Regions from separate parts of the Gasterosteus aculeatus genome. Here region 1 is linked to region 2. A link is a contact called in public Hi-C data. All regions are on one chromosome and are shown on one strand. Each heading gives the region's core, a stretch centred on a gene start, on an enhancer-like site or on the middle of the called end of the contact. The rest is flanking DNA. Distances are from core to core; before and after follow the strand shown. Region 1 overlaps deptor (DEP domain containing MTOR-interacting protein). Region 2 holds the start of tmem158 (transmembrane protein 158).

Evidence for each region. Hi-C and Micro-C count contacts between places; a contact is called where the count stands out from the background.
Region 1: a Hi-C map of skeletal muscle shows a contact between it and region 2, with 8 times the contacts expected there. The contact joins the enhancer-like site here to the promoter of tmem158 in region 2. A contact is called at or near these places in 3 of 6 Hi-C or Micro-C datasets (skeletal muscle and tail fin).

What each region holds. Positions count from the first base shown.
Region 1 is chr20:12,035,342-12,040,199 of fGasAcu3.hap1.1, forward strand. deptor (DEP domain containing MTOR-interacting protein) reads left to right here. Exons shown (of 10, transcript XM_040165355.2): 10 at 2,894-4,858. The coding sequence ends at 3,016. Among protein-coding and RNA genes, the nearest start is that of LOC120810076, 10 kb to the right of the region's middle. Within about 2 kb of position 2,955, at least 2 of the 9 cell types and tissues checked have open chromatin away from gene starts, as enhancers often do.
Region 2 is chr20:11,966,743-11,971,531 of fGasAcu3.hap1.1, forward strand. It overlaps tmem158 (transmembrane protein 158), which reads right to left and starts at 1,897. Exons shown (of 1, transcript XM_040166039.2): 1 at 1-1,897. LOC120809997 (a long non-coding RNA gene) reads left to right here and starts at 2,178. Exons shown (of 2, transcript XR_005710182.2): 1 at 2,178-2,307; 2 at 2,456-3,401.

The DNA.
Region 1 (4,858 bases), core at 1,705-4,204, 70 kb after region 2:
CTGTGAGGACGTCATTCTTCATTTTCACACCAAGTTTCAAGCTTTGTGGGGTTTTCTTTATTTATTAAATGTAAAAGGTATCATCTTTTTGTGCCGAGGGCAAAAAAACAGAAAGCCACAATATTGGGTGAGAAATATGATCTTGCACTGCTAGTGTGCCGCTGTGGGAGCCACATGGCCACACGTTTATTTATTAGGAGTTCGTTTCTAGGAGGTGTAATCCTCTTCTACTTCACCGGAGTAGTTTTATTGATGTGCAATTGTTGAGCAGCAACAGAATCCAGCTCAGGGAACGCAGTGCTGTGAGGAGATGAACTTCCAGACCTCAGTGGATAAAAGCACACGCTTCTATCCACCTCACACAGGAGCACACGTTAGCATCGTCCCGACCACAATGGATCTGAGCACTTATGTTACTAATGCACTTTTATAAAGCAGCAGCAGCAGCAGCATGGTGCGTGTTTTCCTCGCAGTGTGCGCCGGCTGTGCCCCATGTGACATGTTTGTACACCGTCACGTGTGTGTACTGAACAGCATGTTCTCTATCACAAGCTCAGATGAATCGGACACTGTCGCATTTTGAAATCTTTAAATATCCGAATACTACGTGTCACACGATTAAAATAACATTAAGCCTTGAGCATAGTGACTACTGTGAAGTGTGTGAAGACACAGTTATCAGCTGAGACGCGCACGAAACGACCCTCTGAAAGGAAAACGGTTCAACAGTTTGGGAAAAACTTTTATATGCCTGTTCTTGCAAATCCAGAGACCCTGGATTCCTGCAGCCCCCGTGAGATTGCCAGGCAACCAGAAGACTAAAGTGTTGACTAGTGAGCTATTAAAAACACACCGTGTGGAATAATCCTGATTTAACCCCATAATTGGTTCCCCCAAATATATGTTCCGATTCAGGCCAGATTGCCTTTGATTTGAAGTTTAGTTTGAGGGAGGTCATTTTGCTTTATGATGGGCCAAATTAGCATCGGGCAATTGGTTGGATCGGGATCTTAGTTCAAGAAAATACTCAAAAGAAGAAGTTTCTCAACCTGTGTGTGGTTTCAACTTGTTGGTCATTGGGTCTCTGGTTTTCTGATTCCTCGAGGGACATAAAGGCAAACATGGCCTCAGGTCCTCATCTGTAGTATTTCGGTAAAGAGGGACTATTCTTCAGATGTTATTGCTGCAGAAATATCTCAGCGAGGCCTCCTACGTGTTGATTATTCTCTCTCTCCTCAATATGCTGGTTTATGACTTTTGGGTCCAGCTGGGCCCTCAGCCAAGACCGACTGCCGCGCAGCCTGAAAGGAGAGGAGTAGCAGTGGGGGAGAAAGAGGGGGAGGTGTTTGAGTCGGAAAAAAACGTGAAGACATTTGAAGGAAAGGCTGAACAGATAAAAAGAAATATATGCTGCACAAGTCTAGATATGCTTACAGTGAGTCTACAGCAAAATAATTAACAGTCTACGCTGTTCTTCACTATCGCATTTTCAATCTCTCTTTTCCCGTAAGCCTGTTGTTATCTTCCCTGAAACATTCATCAAGTCCACAGAAACCTGTAGCAGCAATCTCTTTGGAAAAAAAGAGAGTAACCTGTATGTCACATTAGATTATGCAAGTCAGGGTTTAAATAGCTGCGCCTTGTAAATGGCCCCATGAAACTCCTCCATAACAGTTTTTCTTCCACCGTCAGTCAGCCGTCTGCACTTTGTTGGTTTACAGCCAATATAGATATCGCAGTGATTTACGTGCTCTTGTTCTCGTTGACGTGCCTCAAACTCGCGTCTTGCAGAGCTTTTGGACGGCTTTAGCTTTAGCAGTGGGCAGAAACGGCAGCATCATGTTGCAAGAACAGCAGCCAGAAGGCACCTCAGAAAGCCAGCCGCATTTCCATCAGTACCGTCGAGTTGTAACTGTGGTTCAATGGCGATAAGTGACTCCGGAGAGCTTTAAGCCTGGCTGTCATGTTGTATCTGGTGTTGTTTTATATCAGGTAATAATGTCAATGATTTACATCTTGCTCTTTACTGTTGGAGCTTTGAACATGTTGCCATTTTTGCTTTTGTCTTACTGATTCGTGGTGCGACTGCTGATGTTCTTTGGCTTTTTTAAACTGCGCTGCGAGTTGACAAATGTCTGTTGCGCCTAAATGTTTGGAGCTTGATCTCTGTAGCGATCAACAGCGTGGCTCATTCAATGAGTTTGGGGGCCCCGGGGCAAAACTGACCCAAAACTGGTCGGGACCTCCTTTTGATATGTATATACAGTAGTTTGACATTTTGGAAATGCGTATTTACATTTTCGGTTGATGCCACTCTCTTACTCTTACTCTTTTCACACTGTTTTTTATTTTGTTGGGATGAAACTAACATAGGTGGAGATTTTTACTGTTGGAATGAATCGTGTAGCTTTTTCCACCTGTTTCCAGTCCCAGTCCTAGTTTAACGTCAGAGTAGGACAGACAAGAGATTGAAATCCTCTCTCTGAAGTATTTGCAAGAAATGTCATTACAGCTCATCACAGGTCCTTGTTATTTCAGTTGGTATGCACAAACAACAAAAATGTCAATGGAAGCCAAATTCACTCCTGCAGCATAGATAAAAATGTTGACTATAACATTGACAAGTATTTCAGTTCTGGTTTCTCAGGTTTCTCACGTTCAAAAGTCTCACGTATCTCATTCTAAACACTGTTGATGTGGTCTTGGCTCCCTTGAAAAAGATCTCATTTAGACAAAAAAATAAATAAATAAATAAATGAATAAAATAAAAAAAAAAATATATATATATATATATATATATATGTACATTAAACATGTCCACATCCTGTTACCTTGAGAGCGTCATAGCCAAAGCGTCCATTAACTCGCTCCTCTTTGTGCCTCTCTTCTCAAGGTGTGTCACTTTGTGGTGTCGGTGAACGGACGGAACGTCCTCGCCCAGGACTACCGCGCCGTCAGCAACCTGATCCTGACCGGACCCAGGACAATAGTCATGGAGGTGATGGAGGAGGCGTAGGTTTGAGTGGAGGCGCGTCAGAAGAATGAGTAATGCAGTAATAACATGGGGACTAGAAGGTTCACGGCTTGAACCTCAAAACCACAGAGCGACGTGGAAAACTCTAAATACAACTCGCGCTCTTCCTGTTTCAATAACGTTTGGACAAGGTGGAGGACTGCGAAACAAACACGTCGAGTAAATCCTTCAGCTTGCAGGCTGCGCTTTACTTTTTTTCTTTGGATTTATAAATATATGTACGTTCTCACTTTTACACACGGTACAAACGCTCTCAGTCCCCAAACTTGTTACGTGTGGAAAAAGGAACACCCACGTTCCCTGTTTTTGTTTGAGTTTAAAACCAGAACTGTTCCACGATTCTGTCGCTGACCATGAGAAGGGTCTAAAGGCCAAAGGATGAACAAGCAGAATCCGAAAGAAAAAGGAAGATTGTTTGTTACTGACATAGTCGGTGACCTCTCCCCTAGTTCGACTCGAACCATGAACGTAAGCCCCCTGATGGCTCGACACTGTCCCCTGCTGGCAGCGAGGGAGCATTCATGCAACCTGTGAATTACAGGGGTGGGTTCAGGGTGTTTGGGCAACATTCTGTTAAATAGAAAAAACCCCTCAAATTTCTACCCTTGTTGTGTGAAAGACATTTATGAATAAATTGATGCCTAGGTAGATTTAGGTGTAGCTGCTAGGAATGTTATAAAACGTGTGTGTGACATTACATGCACAGTGTATATAGGACAGTTCCAAAATACTTAACGCACAAGTAAACTGCGACTGGTCTTTATCAGATTAAACCTCATAAACCACATTAATGAGAACATGTCAGAGACTTTATACACTTTTTCTAAAGAATAAATCTTACTTATAACATGTTTATTATTTTTAAAGATATATGTTTAAAAAGAATAGGCACTTAAAGAGCAGATATTTTATGTTGAGATGTTGTCAACTTTAAAATATTATCAAAGATGTGTTGTGTCTATTGACAGAAAACAACAGAAGTGCCAAATACATACTTAACTACACTTGGAGTTGTGTGCTGCCAACCAGATTTAATTTGGAAACTTAAAATATTTTCTCGTAGCAAATAGATTTAGTTAAAAATGTTAATGTATGTTGAATTAATGGATAGGATTATCATTGGAGCACTTGACCTAATAAGCATTTGCTTAGAATTTGAATATGTATACGCTTATATACATGCTTATTCTGTATGGAAGCACAGATTCTAGACATATCTTGTTAATATACTAGAATGTCAGCTGCAACTCGGCACAGATAATCGTTTCTTCATTATTGTTTGGTTGAAATTACCTTTAAAAAGGTTAGCTGGATTTATGAAGGCTTAACATTTCTATAAGTAGATTAGTACCTCATTAGCTTCCAAAACATCAACAGAGTTTAAAGCGTGTCGAAAGACATGGCCACCAAGGTCGAGCACGGGTTGTAACGCGCAAGTTGCTCCTACAGTAAGTGTCTGTAATCTGTGTTTAACTCGGGTCAACACTCATTCCTATACCTTTACAGGCTTTGCCCCTAAGAGCATCCTGGCAGCCATGCGCTGTCATAAAGATTCATGGCTTTCCCGTAAATTGACTCGTCTCTCATGAAGCTCCTTTCTAGTCCTCCGACTACTCAAAGCGCTTTACGCTGCATGTCGCAATTCACCCAATTACACATCAAGGGTTTGTCCTGCTTAAACGATGTGATGTGCGAGCCTCAAATTGTGATGATAATTTGAAATCTTTCAGCACAGTCGGGGGCCTTCCTGCCTTTATATCGTGTGGAATTTACAGCTTGTGTGTTTTCTGCTTGTGGACATTAGTGCCATGTTGACACCCTGCA
Region 2 (4,789 bases), core at 647-3,146:
CCTCTTTTGCGTGTTTTCCTTCTGACTTGATCTGCCAATGCGCCCTGCAGTCGCGGCGCGGCGGAAGAAGCAGCAGGCTGGGCAGCACCGCGCGTCATCCCAGCTCGGAGCTTCCCTCGGCGTCACTCCCCCCCCCCCCCCCCCCCCCGTCCCCTCCCTCCCCCCGCTGTCACTTCAGGTGTGAGCGGCGCCGAGCTCGAAAACAACCGAGGAGCGGTGACGGGAGAGCGCCCCCCCCCCCCCAGTGCGCAGGGACACAAGTTATACAAACAACCCTCACGCTCAATGCAACTTTCTCAATGACATGAAATGAAATGTCTTGTTCTGCGAATTACTTTTTTTTCGCGGATGAGAGTAGAATGAATAACCAATATAAGGGATACTGGATACAGCCCTCAATGCAAGCAATTATCAAGTAAAGTTTAGCACATTTCTAGCTTCTCTATTTTTAATGCAAATATCACATCACCATGAAAGGATTTCAAGTGGTGCCGTGACTTTCACTGCTGTCATCTGCGCCAGAGAGTTGGAAGAGTTGGAAGTTAATCTCCATCCCACACAGGAAAGATTAACAAGCGACCTTTATTTGACCAGATTACGATCACAGCCCGGCATGAACGTTGGCCACTAACAGCTGAGCCGTCGGCAGCAGGGGCGTAAGTGCCTTGCTCAGGAGCGCAAGCACTGTGGTAAAGGCAAAGGCTACTCTCTCGCTGTTAGATGGCGGCTAAGAGCTGAATATATTTCCCTACATACAGGGACAATACTACCAAAATTGAAGCATCTGAGGACAGATTTGAACATACTCCATTTGTAAGATTTAAAAATGTCATTCAGCGTTTTTCATTCAAGCATTGAAATCCACTTTGCTGCTGTTCATTTGACTTACCTAAACAGACCGTGTATGCGGGCAACATAAATGCAATAAATAGAAAGCCCAAACAATGACATGACAATAAACCTTTGTTTCGTCCAGCTGGTATCTATGAAAACATCTAAGCGGGACATCCAGCAGTCCGTAATCCCTCTGCTTGTTTGTTCATCTGTTCTGTGCGCTGAGAGCTTTGTTTGTTTCTCTCAGCCATATTGTGTACTCAGGGAAAGCCAGATTCATCAATAAACATGTGACTCCACTGTGCTGCAGCAGCAGGGGTTTTGTGCACAGCGTGCATTACCTGGCTGCCATCTCTGATGACACTCTCATCGGCCATCCCTGGCCTCGCCCTCTTTGTATTTGGGATCCAACACTTTATCACAAACAGCAAGTGTGATTACATTAGCCACACAACAGCCGGGGACACAGCTGCGGTTAATCTCAGTTTGGTAGGCTCGTAATAAAAGTTTGAAATATCAGGACTGGAGGTTGAGCACCTGGTCCATTTTGGCGAGGAGGGTTTCAAGCCGCGGTCAGCGTGCGAATCAGCGCTGGCCTGAACTCAATTCCAGGCCCTTAAAAAAATGACTTTCATGCAATTCAGAGTTGGGGTGGTGATCAAAACGTGCCTGGAGGGTCCGGACTGTCTTCAGCTCCCCAACAGGACTGAACAAAGGGTCAGTTTTCCAACCAGGTCTTTAAACATATCCAGCGGCGTTTGCTTATTCGATTATTACTGATAATATGTGAGTTTGCTTCGTAACATGAACACAATTCCATATAAATGCTCAAACTAGACAATTCAGATGAATAAAATAGCATTAATTGGAGGTTTAACACGTTGCACGCGTTGCAGTCATTCTGTCCATCTTAGACTCTCTTCCCTCCTAAATCAGTTGATGCATCTTGCTTCTGGTAAGAACTTCTAATGAAGAAACAGGCATTCTTTTTTAACAAAATCCTCTTCCTAACAATGTATACATAATGCATCAGCAAAGATAATAAACTATTAACAGAATCACGTCATTGACCGAAGGCTAAATTGTGATGAATTATTCTCTTTCATCTTTGCAGGCTTGGAAACATGAATGTCACTTGTATGAATGGTTTTCTTCTGTGATGTCTAAATGGTGTCATTTGCTCCAGATGCCCGCCTCTGTCTATTTGATGTGAGGACCATCAGAAGTGAAAGGTGCTTTGGTGTCGATTTGCACCTGAAAGCTTTAGTCCACTCGTCGCTGATTGATTATGAAAGTGAATTCTGCTCAACATCTTTGCTTTAAAACAATTGTGTAATTGTTTGTATGTCTTTCTGCACATTCAGACATCTCTCTGCTGCTCGCAAACACTCCCGCGCACTTCCAAATGCTGGTCCCTCCCCATCAGATATGCTCCAAGTCTAGACAACGTACCGGCGGACTGAGCAAGAAAATGTAAATGACTTTCGTGTTCATTACTTATGCTATAAAAATGTAAATTGCTTTGGTGACAAAAATGCAAATGAGACTAAGATGAAAGTCTCTTGTGCCGAAGGAGGATGTATGAAAGATTCATTTTCTTAAAATGTGACTCTTTATTCAGGAGGAGGACCGGTTAGTGGCTCCTGGCTGACTGAGCCGGATCCGACACCATTAGTCCGACTCGCCGGCTCATGTGCACAACTGGCTTCTTAAAGAAGTTTAGGCCTGAATAGCCTCGCAGACGCTGCGTTCCAGCCCCTCTGTTTTACATCTGAGCCTGATGAATCCCTCACGTCTCCGGTAGGCCTGTCATACCGCCAATCACTGCAAGGACCCATCACCACGGCAACAACGGGGGTGTCGTGGACACATTCTGTTTTGTCGATAGCAATCACAAAACTAATTTCTGTCGTCCTAGTCGTGCTGTCACACACGTGTAGGATGCTGAGAGCATCTATCATCGCCCTCGTCTCTCCTCTGAAGAAACAACACAAGCGATCCACTCAGCTGGCAAAGAGATGGAGACAAAGTGTCAGGACAGCGCTGAAGTACATCAGAGATGATATTAAATTCAGGCCTTAATGCCGAACATCCCAAAAAATAAAGCTTCATCAACTCCAGCAAATCAAATCTAATGACAAATGACTTACAAACGGTAGCGGATGAAGTATTCGTCCTTTATTTAACCTATTTTAGAAATCAACTTCTCCGCTGGAAGGACTTTTGTGATTATCATTTTAAAGAGAAAGCCTAGGAAATATGAAGTTGGCACATGGAATATGAAATATGTGAGCAATTACCAGGAAACAAGGGGGTAAAAAAGTTGCCACTTTGTTTCATTATAAGAATTGTTGCACAGACCAATTTAGGAGCTTGAGCCACACTGGAGCAGATTTCTTTGCGATTGGCCTGAGCTGCTCCGATGTTGATGTCTCATTTTAATAAGCTTTATGAAACTGCAACGCAAAAACGTTGTAGCACTTTTTGAAGTTGTAAAACTACTTGATGAAAACCCTGTTACTTTGTTACCCATGTTACTTTGTATTAAAAAGGTTCTTTGTTGTGGATTAATTTTGTGAACTTAAGTAAAATGTATGAAATTGACAAATCTGGCACAAGCTGAAAACGATCCAATGGTCCCTTCAAACCACTACTTATAACATAATTGTATACTTTTCTTGTCTTCATATTATGAAATATATCCCAATTGTTGCTAGACTATAAAGTTATAGCTTACTGTTAACATTTAGGTGAAGGCAATTCAAATTCTCAAGACTATTTCATTTAGAAACCATGTATTCGTGTGTTGCCTTAATTACAGCCGGTACGAGTGCATCTACACTGCAGCGGGATCGGAGGAGTTGTACACTAATTAGCTCCATTAATTGTAGAGGACCTGCTCTGAATTCAGGCCGAGTGGAGAGTCAGAGGGGAGGACGGAACAAATGTTCCTCACCTCGTCTGCTGCAGAATCTGCATTTCGCGTCTCCAGTGAGTGAAAAACTGTGCAGCAGCAAGAGCAGGAAAGACCAGGATAGAGAGTGATGCTGCCTGCCAGACACTTCTGAAGTGATTATTGAAGATCGTATTCCAGATCCAAACCTCCTCATCTCCTCTGTACTTCCATGTTTCTCTTTCGGGCTTCTGTCCTCTGTGAGAACAGATAAGTGGAGGACACAAGGGGCCTGGAGATAAGATCACACTTATCCTGTCTGTTGGAACCGCGGTCAGAGGCGAGCACAGACCCATCAGCTCGCAGGTTCTCTGGGAGCCGAGATGGTGTGAGATTACTTTCCAGTGGCACCAACGGCCTACTTCTCCTCGACGCAATTGGGGATTGTGAATCACACACTCGTCCGTGAAAGGTCATCGTGGACGGGTGAAGACAAGTCGGGCCTCCCACCGCTCTCCCTTCATCTGCTTTCAACCTAACGCATTGCTGCTCCGGCCGCTCTGCCTGGTCGTTTGTCATCTGGTCCTCTGCTGGCGAAATGCAATCTTCTTCCAAAGCAAGGAGCGACGGGGCGATTACCACGGGCGGTTTGTCGCGGTGGAGGGTGGGTGGGGTTGGGGCGGGGGCAGGGGAGGCGGTTGTGGGCTGAGAAGGAGGATGATTGGTTGCTTTCAAGAGTGATTTGTTTGAAAAACAACAGAGGCCGCTGGTACCTGATCTGCAATGAGCAGTCCAGAAATGCTTTAATGCAAAAAAAAGACTTTTCTATTAAAACATGGAATGATCCAATGCAGTCATTTTTTAAATTTTGTCCTGTTGATTATCATGAAATAAAAAAGAGTGGAACAATGAGACAAAGTTGGCAGCTATAGAGATGACTAGACTTTCACAGAACTGATTTCACGTTTTATTTCAGCGAGTTTTTTCCCCCACAGATTTCCAGCAATAAATTGGCTTTGCTCACTCAGACGCTCCCATAGGACACCGGGCCTCCATCTGCTG